Linked DNA regions of Mus musculus: all the other regions are linked to region 4. Evidence: chromatin contacts called from public Hi-C and promoter capture Hi-C data. All regions are on one chromosome and are shown on one strand. The core of a region is the stretch at or near the end of the contact, and the rest is flanking DNA. Distances in the headings are between cores, read along the strand shown. Region 1 holds the start of Coa4 (cytochrome c oxidase assembly factor 4). Region 2 holds the start of Rab6a (RAB6A, member RAS oncogene family). Region 3 holds the start of Plekhb1 (pleckstrin homology domain containing, family B (evectins) member 1). Region 4 holds the start of Rps3 (ribosomal protein S3). Region 5 holds the start of Mrpl48 (mitochondrial ribosomal protein L48).

What was found. Promoter capture Hi-C pulls out the DNA fragments that hold promoters and counts their contacts. A called contact is a pair of places that touch in the nucleus more often than the background predicts.
Region 1: a contact with region 4 is called in a promoter capture Hi-C map of pre-B cells, with 3 times the contacts expected there. The contact joins the promoter of Coa4 here to the promoter of Rps3 in region 4. A contact is called at or near these places in 2 of 39 promoter capture datasets (liver and pre-B cells).
Region 2: a contact with region 4 is called in a Hi-C map of B cells, with 6 read pairs. The contact joins the promoter of Rab6a here to the promoter of Rps3 in region 4. A contact is called at or near these places in 1 of 484 Hi-C or Micro-C datasets (B cells) and 1 of 115 datasets of contacts at active chromatin or transcription factors (astrocytes).
Region 3: a promoter capture Hi-C map of liver shows a contact between it and region 4, with 4 times the contacts expected there. The contact joins the promoter of Plekhb1 here to the promoter of Rps3 in region 4. A contact is called at or near these places in 2 of 39 promoter capture datasets (both in liver).
Region 5: a promoter capture Hi-C map of pre-B cells shows a contact between it and region 4, with 2.7 times the contacts expected there. The contact joins the promoter of Mrpl48 here to the promoter of Rps3 in region 4. A contact is called at or near these places in 2 of 39 promoter capture datasets (liver and pre-B cells), 1 of 484 Hi-C or Micro-C datasets (B cells) and 1 of 115 datasets of contacts at active chromatin or transcription factors (astrocytes).

What each region holds. Positions count from the first base shown.
Region 1 is chr7:100,535,813-100,538,512 of GRCm38.p6, reverse strand. It overlaps Coa4 (cytochrome c oxidase assembly factor 4), which reads right to left and starts at 1,413. Exons shown (of 2, transcript NM_183270.2): 1 at 1,321-1,413. Gm39058 (a long non-coding RNA gene) reads left to right here and starts at 1,394. Exons shown (of 2, transcript XR_869836.2): 1 at 1,394-1,709.
Region 2 is chr7:100,606,203-100,608,902 of GRCm38.p6, reverse strand. It overlaps Rab6a (RAB6A, member RAS oncogene family), which reads right to left and starts at 1,317. Exons shown (of 8, transcript NM_024287.4): 1 at 610-1,317. The coding sequence starts at 679. It also overlaps a transcript of Mrpl48 not described here.
Region 3 is chr7:100,660,982-100,663,681 of GRCm38.p6, reverse strand. Plekhb1 (pleckstrin homology domain containing, family B (evectins) member 1) reads left to right here and starts at 1,288. Exons shown (of 9, transcript NM_013746.3): 1 at 1,288-1,524; 2 at 1,690-1,763. The coding sequence starts at 1,746.
Region 4 is chr7:99,482,447-99,485,146 of GRCm38.p6, reverse strand. Rps3 (ribosomal protein S3) reads left to right here and starts at 1,438. Exons shown (of 7, transcript NM_012052.2): 1 at 1,438-1,555; 2 at 2,447-2,577. The coding sequence starts at 1,526. Snord15a (small nucleolar RNA, C/D box 15A) reads left to right here and starts at 2,215; the gene lies at 2,215-2,362.
Region 5 is chr7:100,581,708-100,584,407 of GRCm38.p6, reverse strand. It overlaps Mrpl48 (mitochondrial ribosomal protein L48), which reads left to right and starts at 1,278. Exons shown (of 8, transcript NM_198831.3): 1 at 1,278-1,418. The coding sequence starts at 1,398.

The sequences.
Region 1 (2,700 bases), core at 164-2,663, 1.1 Mb before region 4:
CTTCCCAAAGATCATCTGTTTCAGAACCCTACAGAATGCAGCAAGAGAGAACCCTACAGAATGCAGCAAGAGAGAACTCAGGAAAGGCTTCAATAGAGATAACTTCAACCTTTGCAAAAAGTTTGTTACGACGGGGTATAAAGGCGCTAAATGCCTCTTTTCTGTCTTATTCATTAATAGGTGGTTACTGTGTTGTGTGTTGGCTACTATATTAAGAGTATACAAGGGCTGGTGAGATGGCTCAGTGGGTAAGAGCACCCGACTGCTCTTCCGAAGATCGGAAGTTCAAATCCCAGCAACCACATGGTGGCTCACAACCACCCGTAATGAGATCCGATGCCCTCTTCTGGTACGTCTGAAGACAGCTACAGTGTACTTTACATATAATAAATAAATAAATCTTTAAAAAAAAAAAAAAGAGTATACAAACAAGACCAAGCTAGAGACAATTCCTGCCCTCATGGAGTTTACAATCTAGGCAAGTAAACTGGAAGTTTACAACAGTATGTACAGACAGCTGGGAAAACGAGGCAGGTCTAATCTGTCAAGACTTTCTAGAGAACCTGACTTCCAGGATGAAACTCAAGGATGAATGAGTTAGCCAAACATGGGAAAACTATTTCTGGCTAGAGGTAGACACATGAGAGGAATCACAAGTTCGATGACTGGGCTGAAAATGTAGTTTGGTAGTAGTACAAATGTCCAACGTGGAAAAGTAAATTGAATTTGATTCTCAGCCTCGTAAAACACTTCAGTAACTGGAGAAACCAGAAGAGCAGGAAATGAAAATTGGCAGAAATAAGTAAATGATTGATCAGCAAAGCTTTGCAGCCCATGTTAGGAGTTTAAGACTATTATCATGAGGAAAAGGGGTAGGTCACAAGACGATTTAAGCACTTCTCTATATAAACCTCACCGCTACGGAGGCACAATAAAAGGGTAAATGTCTTTGCCTGGAGACCTGTATTATTAGGTAGGGCCGTCAACAAATCATACACACACACACACACACACACACACACACACAAAATAAAATCGCTTTAAGATTCACTAGGTAGACTTTGTAAATAGCACTGCAGTATATGTCCAATACATGTTGTCCTCGGTACTCCTTGAATAAAATGAGTTCAACCCATGCTTAGAAATAAGGGCAGGCTAGATGCCTGACAGCTTGGCAAGGCCTTCTAGTAAGGCATGACAAGGAAGAGGAAGGAGAGAAATACAGGCATCCAAGTCCCCTGAAGCACCTCTCCCAGTTTCAGGAGCACTCCCGCCGTCCCCACTGTGCATCCGGTGTAGGGATGCGTGCGCAGTGCTCACCCGCAGGTGCAGAAGAGCGTGCGAGCGCGTTCCGCCCCAGACGCGGGGATTCGTAGGCAATAAGGACGCCCCCTGTTCTCTCCGCAGGAAGCCGACCCAGCGGGAGCACACACGCGGAAGAACAGAGCCCTCTGCAATTCCCATTGGTGAACTCTCCGTGTAGAGCCCGCCTTCAGCCCGCCTCTTCCGGGAAAGGGCGGAAGGAGCGGACCAATGGAGACCGGATCCTAGGGAAGGCACCTTGGATCGTTCTGAGAGACTGTGTACACACCCTCAGGTGACTCCAGGCCACCTGAGAGTGACGGAGGAGGCGGGTAGCCATTATGCCTTTTCATCAGCAAGAGCTCTGACTGGACCCATGTCTGAAGTGTTACCGCATGGGTTGCCAAGTAAGCTGAAGGGCACAGGATCCAGAAAAGGAATTTCAAATGGGACATTTTTCATTCCCAAGTAAAACAAAGAAACATGTATGCACAGTGTGTCCCATGCCATAACTAGGATCTAGAATGCCCTAATTGCTGAAGTGAAAGGAAGAGGCATTTTCTATTTACATTTGTGTATTTATGTGTGGCGTTGAGGTACACGTGTGGAGAGCAGAGAACAGCAAGAATTGATTCTGTCCTAACATGTGGGTCCTGGTCTTGAACTCAGGTTGTATGGTGGCTGGCAACTTTACTCAGGAACCATCTTGCAGGGGCCAAGGGATTGATCTTTCCTCACTCTGCCTGCCTTCTCTTCCCCACTTTCATTGACAGTGCACACAAGCTCCCTGGAGACCCTTTTCTTAACTTTCCATCTCTCTAGGCTTCAGGGTGGAAAGTGAGTTATTGCACCTAGCCATATCCAGACAACTCTAATCCTCTTTTACCTCTGAATGGCATTCTGTGTCATTCCTGACCATTGAATTCTCTCTCTCTCTCTCTCTCTCTCTCTCTCTCTCACACACACACACACAATCAACCTTCCTAAATTCTGTGAGAAAAGCTCATTTTATTGATTATCTGTCATTTCACATACCATTATTATGTTTTGTATCTATTTTTGGTTTTGTTTTGGGTATTTTATTTGTATTTGGGGGGATAGGGTCTCACTATGTAGCAGTAGCTACTGTGTGTAGTAGCTAGCCTTGAATATGTAGTTCAGGCTGGCCTCAAGCTTGTGGCTTTCCTGCCTTAGCTCTCCGAGTGTTGCAATGACAAGTGTGTGCCACCGGGACCAACCTTGAAGCTTAGTTCTTTACTATGATAAGTGAAGATCATCACACATATTTATGATAAATACATATAGATCATCAAGCATATATGTACTTATATATGTATTTACCATATATGTGTATTTATCATATATCTATGTCTGGTGATTTTCACCTGTCATCAGAGA
Region 2 (2,700 bases), core at 68-2,567, 1.1 Mb before region 4:
AGCTCACTAACCCTAACTAATTCTTCATTTAGGTGTAAACTGAGCAAGAATTGTTTTTCTCCATGACCACCTCTTCTCTCACCTTCCGAGAGACTAGTACAACTCCGAGCCAAGCCTCAGGGGAAAACAACGCCCAGATCCCACCCTCCTTCATCCAAGGTTGAAGAGGGGGCCCATTCTCCAGAGTTGGGGGCTTCTCGGAGTGGGACCTCACTTCCAATGGGAACCGGAAAAAGAGCAAGGAATAAGGGTGGGGCCCCATAAAGCCGGCCCGGGTGGTGGAGACCACGCAGAGCAAAGGAAGAAAGGGATGGACAGGAGGCTGGGCGGGGTGAGGACTGAGGAGGACAGAGCGGCCCGAGAGGGCCCGGCTGCAGGCGGCGGAGTCCGGGCGAGGATCAGAGATCTAAGCTACAAGCCTGATAGATCCTAGCGAGGAGGAGCCAGGGACAGGGACAAGAGGAGTCGGGGGACCCGGGGAAAAGGCTGGGGTGGGGGTTTTAGGAAGAGCGAGGCCGGCGGGGAGCCTCAGCGGCCAGAAGGGCTGCACTGGGGGCGGTGCGGGGAAGCCGCGGCCGGCTGCCAGGAGCGGGGGAGTCGCGCACTCACCGCTCTGCTCTCCCAGGAACACCAGCTTGAATTTCCTCAGCGGATTCCCGAAGTCTCCGCCCGCGGACATGATGGAGCCGGAGGAGCCGCCGCCGCCGCCTCAGCCCAGAGACCTCTTCCAGACCGCTGCAGCTCCAACCCGCTAACGAAGAGGGCCGAGCTGAAGGGGCAGCCTCCGAGTCCTCTCGGCCCCTGCAGGGCCGGGCAGAGGGGCGAGGCTGAAGGGAGAGTGCCTCCACCGACCGGCAGCCGCCGCCGCCGCCTCCCCGCAGAGTCGCCTAGCACCGAGCCGGGCCCGCGGCCGCGAAGGGACGCAGGGCGGTGTCGGAGGCAGCCAGCGGTGCGCTCGGGCTTCGCTAGCCTAGCGCCGTTCCTTCCCTCAGAACGCGGCGCGGAGACTGAGGTGAGAGAGGAGGGTGGCGAGGCGAGCGCCGCAGACGCGTCTGGGTCTCGGCACGCGCAGTGCTCGGGCTCTCACAGCAGCCGCCGCCGCCACCACCGCAGCACAACCCGCTGAGTGCGCGAGCCTCTGGCGCGGATGCGGGGCGAGTCCGGGCGCGAGCCTGCCGCCCTGCCGGCCTCGGACGTGCGTGCGTGAGTGCGTGCGTGCGCGTCGCCGCCAGTGCTTTCCTGGTTTCGCCAGCAATCCCGGCTCCTCCCGTGCGGTGGAGAAAGGGGCCGATCAGGTTTCGACTGGCGTCTGGAGAAGCCGGGAGGAGGCGGGACCGAGTTCCGGGTAAGCAAGGGGGGGAGAAAAAAAAGGGGGCGCTTACGTCAGTGACAAATCGAGCCAATCAGAAAAAGCGGAGGGCAGGCAGCTGCTAACTGAGGTGGCGACGCGAGAGCGCGCGCGCGACTCTCGCGCGGAGGAAGGTGTGGGGTTCTGGCAGCCATAGGAAGTGTGGCGCGACGCAAGGCGATTGGAGGAAGGAGGAGGGAAAAGAAGGTGGGACGGAGGCGGAGCCGGAACCAAGGTGGAATGACCGCAGCAATGCGTGGGTGGGGTTGGGTCGCTCAAAGGTGTATTGTAGGTGCTAAACCCTTAACGTCGCTTCTCCTTCCTCACTTTAGCCCTTCACCCGTTTACCCTAGCCTTCTAAAACGTAATTCCTTGCTCGGCATCTTCGTGTATATAAGATTTCCCACCGTTACTCCGTGGAGTTTCATAACTACCAGAAACAAGTCCTCTCCATTTTGTGGGTGAGGAAATTGGAGTCCAACAGAAGGAAATGACTTGCAAAATCCACGTAGTCATGTCATGGAGTCAAGGTTTTATTTGAACCTCTGCTACCTCCTTACGTTAAGCCATCAAATTCCCTAGTGTCTGTTGGCGTGATCTTCTGTTGAGTGGCCGTTGTTTTAGGTGCCCATAACATCAGACGATAACCATCGTCTACATGCTAGAAATGAGTTTAGATATCATATAAGCCAAACTCCACATATTACAGATATGAAATGACTGCCCACTTAGCGGTGCAGCTTTGGAAAAGGTCACACAACATTCCAGAGGGCTGCCTCAACAAAATCACAAATCTGCAGAAGGAGTATTTAAAAGATCATCCTTTCTCCTTAAAGCAGCACTTCTGGATGTGCTTGAGTGGGGCTTCCTTAAATTTGCCATCTGAAGCATTTCCAATTGTCAACCAGATTTGAGATCCAATAAGATAAAGGTGAATGCCATAAGAAAACATGAACTAAGCATAATGTGGACAGTTACATAACATAATTAAATGTAACTTTTCATCTGAATGGGATCCCTAAAAAGAGAGTATCAGACAAAAACAAAATAATTTGAGTATAGCATGAATTTTAGTTAATAACAGTATTTTGTACTGATTGATTTATTATAACATATCAGTCCTATTAAAGTAAGCTGTTAATAGAGGAGTCTGGAGTGGTATATGGGAACTTCTATAATGGCCTTTGTAAATCTAGTAATTTTCTATCTAGTGCTTCACATCTGTAATCCCAACCCCCAGGAAGCTAAGGCGGAGGATTGCTGTCAGGGCTTGGCAAACCTGGGCTATAGAGTTAGTTCCAGCTTAGCCTAAGATACAGAGTGAGGTCCTGCAGAGAGAGAGAGAGAGAGAG
Region 3 (2,700 bases), core at 39-2,538, 1.2 Mb before region 4:
GAAGCTTTCTATTAGGCCTAATGAGCAACACCAGAGAAGGAAGGTGTCTTTGGTGACTAAATGAGGCTGAGCAACCCACTTATACAGTCAGCGGCCTCGTGTTGGACCCATCTCCTCCTGACCGCTTTAATGCCAGTCACAGGCACGGAGGGAGGTTTGCTTTTGGAACAATCGATGCTTTGCTTCTGGAGAACAGTTACAGCAGTCCCTCTCTAGGCCACTAGAGGACGCGTGTCCCTCTCTAGTAGATGGAGACAGCTGGTCGCAGCCGGTTCACCTAGAGTTCACCAAGCCTAGTAATCCAAACCGCTGGAAACAGCCCAGGCTGAAGCTGCTTTCCGGAGTTGGCGTCATCAGCTGTTATCCTGCGCATCCCCGTGGCTGTTTGACTTAAAAGCCTTTTTTTTTTTTTCCTCAAGGTAACCAGAGCAGCAAAGGAGAATCTTCAGAGCTGCTAATGAGGGAGTCAGATCACCCTGCCCCCAAACCTCTGCGTATGTGCAGGAAAATGAACTTCAGGAGTATCTAGATGAGAATTTAACTGATCATTATCAACATAATAGCGACTATAGAAGTATTTTAGCGGCTTAACCTGCCAATATTCTCGGGAGAGATAGCTCCCTGTCTCCCTTCCTTCCTTCCCGTTCCTTTCCACTCTTCCCTCCTCCCTTCAACTTCCTTCTCTTTTTCTTCCATCTGTCTATTTCTTTTTTTGTTTTTGTTTTGTTTGTTTGTTTGTTTGTTTTTTGTTTTTCGAGACAGGGTTTCTCTTTATAGCCCTGGCTGTCCTGGAACTCACTTTGTAGACCAGGCTGGCCTCGAACTCAGAAATCCGCCTGCCTCTGCCTCCCGAGTGCTGGGATTAAAGGCATGTGCCACCACGCCCGGCTCTTGTTTTGTTTTTTGAGACAGGGTTTCTCTGTGTAGCCCTGGCTGTCCTGGAACTCACTCTGTAGACCAGGCTGGCCTCAAACTCAAATCCGCCTGCCTCTGCCTCCCAAGTGCTGGGGTTAAAGGCGTGCGCCACCACTGCCCGGCATCTGTCTCTTTCTCTCCTTCCTCCCATCCCGGTTATAGAAAGGAGAAAAATTAGTCAAAATTGGGTAGGGTTGAGACTTTCCAGAGACCAGAGAATGAGTTAAAGGCACAGAGATGAAAAACAGCGTAGTTTGAAAGATGCGGTTGCTGGGGCTGCTAAGAGGGGATGAGCTACTGGCTAATAGGATCTGTTGTGCTAAATCCCCCAGAGCACGCACAGCACGAAAGGGCTGAAGCACTGGGGTGGCTCTGGGTCAAGATTAAAGAGACCGGGGAGCCAAGAAGGGAGACTTAAGGAGCCAGGCCGCACAGCCACGACTGGGGAGATGGAGATGGACACAGCCTGCTAGGCCTCAGAATGAAAACTTAGCCCTGCCCTAAACTGGGCCAGAGAACCTGCCTTGCCCCATCTCCAGTCTCCTTTATTCCACCCTCCTCCCTACCCTATCTTGGAGACCTGGATCAACACCACCTCGGAATCACCAGGTGACTTGGCCAAAAACAGAAGGACAGAGGAGATCTCAGCCAGGAAAGCCCGGGAGGGGGCTGGAAAAGAGGGTGACTTTCTTTAGGACTGGTGCGGTCCCTCCCTACCTCTCCCTTCAGCGCCTGCTTGGTAGCTCTTTCCTGATCCCTTTATCTCTAAGGCAGAGTCAAGCCCCACTTCTGGAACCTTCTTGGGGATGCAGCTCTGACCATCAGGAACCATGAGCCCGGCAACCCCGGTAAGGACGAGTTTCTGGGGTAGGAAGAAGTAAGGGGGGGGCTTCCCAAATAGGTAATGCCCTGGTCTCTGGGATTCTCTGCTCCTGCAGAGGTGGGGAATGGACTGAGCTAGTCAAAGTAGCGACTGTGGAGGGTCGGATCCAGGGGACAGGACCATGTAACCCGCTAATCATATGACCTAACCCCCTGTTTTGACCGTATTTCCCCCAGGCAGTCACTATACACACGGTCCACTGCCTCCCAGTCCTTGTTCTAGCCTGGTACCCTCTGCAGCGCTATCCCTTGCCAACCCACATCTTCTCCCCAACCCCTCATTCATCTTCTAAGCCTACTAAAGACCTGGACTTTCCAGCAGTGCTTATGTGAGGTTCTTTGATCCACACTGGGGAAATGTTACTTCCCCTTCACGACCCCTCAGCTTCCTTGGGGAAGCCTTTCTGAACCCCTTGGGCAAAGAGCGACTTCCTCCTGGGTAAGCCACACTCTTTGCATTGGCTACTTTCACCTCCAGTCTCCTCCAGTAGACTGGTAGCTAGAGTTGTATTGGGAGGGCTCCATGCTGCGTTATAGCACTGTGGTGCTTTACAGAGCTAGAGAACGCTAACATCCGAAACCGGGATGGAGCCTGGCTTCTCTCTGCACTCTGTGTGTGTGTGTGTGTGTGTGTGTGTGTGTGTGTGTGTGTGTGTTGTGATGTGTAGTTTGTTTGAAGAGTTGTTTGTGAAGTGGTAGTGAGGAATCTAATATATAGCCCAGTCTGGCTTTACTATGTAGCCAAGGCTAGTCTGTGATTTCCCAGTCCTGCTGTGTCAGCCTCCCAAATATGGTCCACCCCACTCTGTTTTTTTTTTTTTTTCCTACTCAGGCATAATTTCCACTTATTTTTGTTTCCAGAGAGTATTATTTTCTTCAGTCTGTAAAGGACTTGGGTTCTTT
Region 4 (2,700 bases), core at 189-2,688:
GGCATCATTGAATTTTCTGAGCACGGCCATCAGGGTAGCTGGCACAGGTCTTCAGATACAAGGAGATAGTTATAAGAAGGCAGCCATGGCTGTGGTGCACTAGAAATGGAGAAACAGCTTCATCAGGTGACAGACCAGTCTGACTCTGTCCCATGATTAGAAGCCATCTTGTTACAAGGTCAAAATAAGTTCATTCCTGTTTTCTGTAACACTTGGGTTTGATCCTGTCGTCAACCCATTTTCTGGAATTTGACATGTTCCATACTCCATTATACCCTGACTTCCACCCTGATAAGATGTTCTGCCAAGTTCCTGTGTAGCCAACATTCCCCTGGAAATCTCTCTTCCCTTGGAAACCACCTAGTCTTAGAAATTTTGAGTTATATAAATTCCACTTCTATGTTTGATGCTATTCTTTAAAACTCCACTTTAGGGAGATAGCCCTGTCTGATAGAAAATAAAACTTGCTTAATTTGTCTAAAAGAGTTTAAGTAATAGTTTTTACTTTTGTTCCGTGGGATTAATACAGGGTGAAACAGACTCCCGTGTTTCCAGTGTGAAGTGAGCCACACACTGCAGTACAAGTTATATCAGCAGGTTCTGCCTCTGGGCAATGAACTTTTGCTTGTGTGGACATCAGGGTCTGTGTGAAGGGAAGGTCCTATGGCCTAGATTTATACTATTCAACAGTCTGTCCCCGAAGCCCTGGTGCTTTATTATTTTGACAAGCCCCTGCTGCTGGTATTCCACCCTGCTGCGAGTCAAAAAAGTTCCTGTCTCGGAAAAACAAAACAAAACAAAACAACCAAAAAATAAAATTTTTTTTTCCCACAGGTTCTAGTGGAGGTGCTCACTACCAGAAATCCTACAAATAAGCCCATCTCATGGATCAGGGTTTACCTTTGTAATAATATTAAATCTGTGTGCATGTGCGCACGCATGTGTTTTATGCTTGCATATATGTATACGCAGCCATGGTTTTCTACTGTCCCACTCACTCTGTAACTTACTGAGCCATCCAGCTGGTCCTCTAAATACATTTCAATGAAAGTTTTCATTAGCGTGAACGTGAAGGTGGTAAAATCTGTTAGTGTGTGCTTATGCCTGTGGTTTGCACCTCTAGTCTGAAGGTTGCTCTTTTCAAATTTTTTATTTATTTACGTTTTTACTTTTGAGTCAGAAACTCATAAAGGCCAAGCTGGCCTCGAATTCGCTATGTAGTCAATGATGACCTTAAACTTGTGACCCTCTACTTCGTTAGTGCTGGAACCCCAAGCTTGCTGAGTACAGAGCACTTTCAGACCGGAACTAGATGTCTACTTCCTGTTCCGCCTACATTACAGGTTGCTAGGTTACACCCCCCCTACGCCGTTTTAGACGCAAAACTTCATTTCCCATGCAAAACTTCATTTCCCATGAACACTTGCAAGGGTCGCCGCGCTGCGCGGCGTCATTGCTCCCGCCCTATATACCTACTTCCGCCCGCGAGCCACTTCCTTTCCTTTCAGCGGCGCGCGGCTGCAAGATGGCGGTGCAGATTTCCAAGAAGAGGAAGGTAAGCGTCTGGGCCCGGTTCGGGAGTCCGCCGCGGGTTCTACAAGTGCCAGGGAGGCCTGTGGCTCCGTGATCAGTCCTGTGGAGCGTCTGGGGCCGCCTGCCGTCTCTTCGAGCCTCGGATGGCCGTAGATTGTGTATTGGGCCGGAGCCGGGCGAGTGCTGTGTGCCTGGGCAAGGGAGGGACAAACTCCTCGAGTTCTGGACCGACTCGAACACCGGGCGCCTCCAGTTCCGGACTAGACACCTTTGAGCGTTTCTTGGTCTCCATAATAGTAATCCTGTGGCACAGTTAGAGGGCGTGTGCCATCAGATCTAGTCCAGTTTCTTTAGTAAGTGAAGTTTAGCAGTCCCTTCTCTTAGTCGCGTGATCCTGCAAGTGGCCATAGTTGAAAGCCTACTTACTGACTGCTGCCGTGTTCACTCGGGACCCGGAGCTGCAGCGTCCCTGTGGTTATCATTTCATGGGGGAAAAGTGTGCAGGTTGCCAGGTTTAGAAATAGATGGTCTGTCGTTTGTGCTTATGCACACAGATGATAAACCTGTTTTGAGTCAGGATTCCTCTCCTATCCGAGGTACAACTTACAGTCCCAGCTGTACATGTGCTACTTGGAGACAGATTTTTCTTTGTCTCTTGGGTGTAGATTATGCCGTAGAGCCCTTCGATGAAGAGGTGATGACGAGTCTGAGTAGGAAGTGTTGTCTTTGTCCAAGATGCCTCACTATGCTGCGTTCTGTGGCACAGCTGAAAGCACTGTGGTCAAAAGAAACTTCCTAAAGATGACCAAGAGGCATTTGTCTGAGAAGGGTTGCTGCTTTTCTGTAGGGCCATTGGGCTTGCTCTGACTAACCCTGTCTTCACCTCAGAGGTAACTTGTTTCCTTTGGTTCAGTTTGTAGCTGATGGCATCTTCAAAGCTGAGCTGAATGAATTTCTCACTCGGGAGCTGGCTGAAGATGGCTACTCTGGAGTTGAAGTCCGAGTTACACCAACCAGGACAGAAATCATTATTTTAGCCACCAGGTAGAAATACCATTGATTGTCACCTGTAAATACTGTGTGTACTGAGATGCTGTGTAAACTTGGGCCAACCAAGCAGTAAATCTGGCCTCAGTGGGTGTAACTGCTTTGTTAGAACTGCATTTG
Region 5 (2,700 bases), core at 29-2,528, 1.1 Mb before region 4:
TCATTTTTGTGTTCCCAGGATTCCATCAAAGGACTGGCAAAAGGTATTGCTAATTAAATAGTTGGTAGCTGAGTGTAGTGGCCTAAGCTTGTTATCAAAGCACCTTGGAGGCAAATACAAATTCAGAGCCAGCCTGGTCTACCCTGAGAGACCTTTGTCTGTAAAATCGAGCAGTTTCTCTCCGGGAGGCTTGTGAGGAATAAAGCGAGCTACTGAATATGCCAGCAAGATTTTGATGAAGGGACCCTGGTCTCATATGAGGCTATGTCAGTGCCTGGCAAATACAGAAGTGGATACTCACAGTCATCTATACGATGGAACACAGGGCCCCCAATGAAGAAGCTAGAGAAAGCACCCAAGGAGCTGAAGGTCTGCAACCTTATAGGTGGAACAACAATATGAACTGACCAGTACCCTCAGAGCTCGTGTCTCTAGCTGCATATGTAGCAGAAGATGACCTAGTTGACCATCACTGGGAAGAGAGGTCCTTTGGTATTGCAAACTTTATATGCCCTAGTACAGGGGAATGCCAGGGCCAAGAAGTGGGAGTGGGTGGGTAGGGGAGCAGGTCGGGGAGAGGGTATAGGGAACTTTCAGGATAGATTTGAAATTTGAAATGTATATAAAGAAAATATCTAATAAAAAAAAAAAAAGAAGAAGAAGAAGAAGCCAGGCTTGGTGGTGCATGCCTTTAATCCCAGCACTTGGGAGGCAGAGGCAGGCTGATTTCTGAGTTCGAGGCCAGCCTGGTCTACAAAGTGAGTTCCAGGACAGCCAGGGCTACAGAGAAACCCTGTCTCAAAAAACCAAACCAAAACAAACAAACAAGCAAACAAAAACAAAAAAAGAAAAAAAAAACTGTGAGCTACTGAACGAAAAGTATTGCACATCATGGCCTCTCAATAAAAGATAATTATTCTTAATTACTATGAGGATATGGAACGCTAGGAAAGTTCACCTGGGGTTAATCAGCTCCAAAGTCGAGGTAACAAGTCAAGATTTGCATACGAGACGCTGGAATAAATTAACCAGACAGGATCTGTGTCCTAAAGGAATTCAATCAAAATAGAGAAGAGAGACATTAAATAATATGTAGTCTCATAGGTGAGATACCAAAATTATGTGAAAAGCACTCGGTAACAAAGACGGCAATCCATACTGCCCAGAGAAATCACAGGGAAGGTGACAGGAGCTGGGGTGAGGGTGGAATCTGGGGAGAGTTTTATCCCTTGGGTTTTAAAAACTTCCGGAACCAAGATGCTGCGTGAGCAGAAAGCGTCTCGGTAGGATTTGGTGGACGGACGTGATGAAGACCTTTCCGGCCCTGTTTCCAGACGCCTGGGGTCGTGATTGCTAGGGTGGATCTTCGGTTTGCTCAGAAGCCGCTGTGGTCGAGAATGAGCGGAACCCTGGGAAAGGTAACGCAGATTCCACGCACGTAGGGAGCTGAGGAAAGCGGAAGGGAAAGCAGAGCTGGAAGGTGTTTGCGTGCGGACGTTTAGGCCTAGGACTCTGCGAACAGGCCTTTCCCAGCAGTCCCTGCGGCGCCTCACTGTCAATTCTTTCCCCGGCCCAGGGCGAGCTTGCCAGTCTCGTGCCACGCCCCCTCCACTTGTCACCCTCGCTGCCTCGTGCCTAGGAAAGGGAGAGTCCCCACACACGGAATATCGTCCCCTTAAATTGTCTGACCTTGGGCAGGTCATCTACTTTTTACATTTAATCATCTTTTAAGAGAATCCTCGCTGAAGTGGTTGGGATGTGAATGAAGTTACTCGGTGATAAGAGGAATACAATAATGATAAATTACACTTTTGCTTACAAAATCTTATTTGAGAGCATTTCATAAAACCGAGCGAACCAACCATTTCGTTTTGTTACTCTTGGCTTCCAAAATATTAAGAGACTATTGCAGAACCAGGTGAGCCTTCTTTCCTTTTATGAGACGAGGTCTCATCATGTAGCCCAGACTGCTCATGACACAAGTCTCCTGCATCAGTTCCCCCCAGTGCTTGGATAACAAGTACGCATCACTACCCCAAGCCACACTACCATTCTTAAATCTGGTCCTTGTTTTTCTCTTCCCTTAACAAAGTTACCAGATCTCAGTTGGTCTTTTCCACTTGTGTCATATTGCTTAGGTTGTTGTTGTTCCTGTTCTCTTCGTATTGGGGTTTTATTCCAGGCATTAATTATAGAGACTTTATCACCATAATGTATGTATAAATCAATATGGTCATTGCCATTTTTGGATGTGGGACTACCCTTGAATGTCTCTAAATTTGAGTTTCTCATCCCATCCTTCATGAAGGGACCCACTAGTTCTCTTTAGCCAATTTGTGATAACAGGTCTGCTGCAAAGATAATAGAAATAAACTTCAACATTCCATTCTATTCTCTGGTTCTATTTATCTTCTTTCCAAGGAAGGAAGAGAAGATCAGTATGCAAGGAATATAATTTGCAATAGTGCAGAAGAATCCATGGAAACCTGGCACTAAGGCCATCATCTAACAAAGCCAGGAATTGGGGTAGTGTCTTTAATCATAGAACTTGGGAGGCAGAGGTAGGAGGATCAGGAGTTCAAGGACAGCTGTGATTATAGATTTAGTTTGAAGCCAACCAACCTAAGCTACTTGAAACCTGACCTCAAAAAGTAAAAGAAAAAGAAAAACAAGCCCAAAAGTATAATAGAGGATACTGCA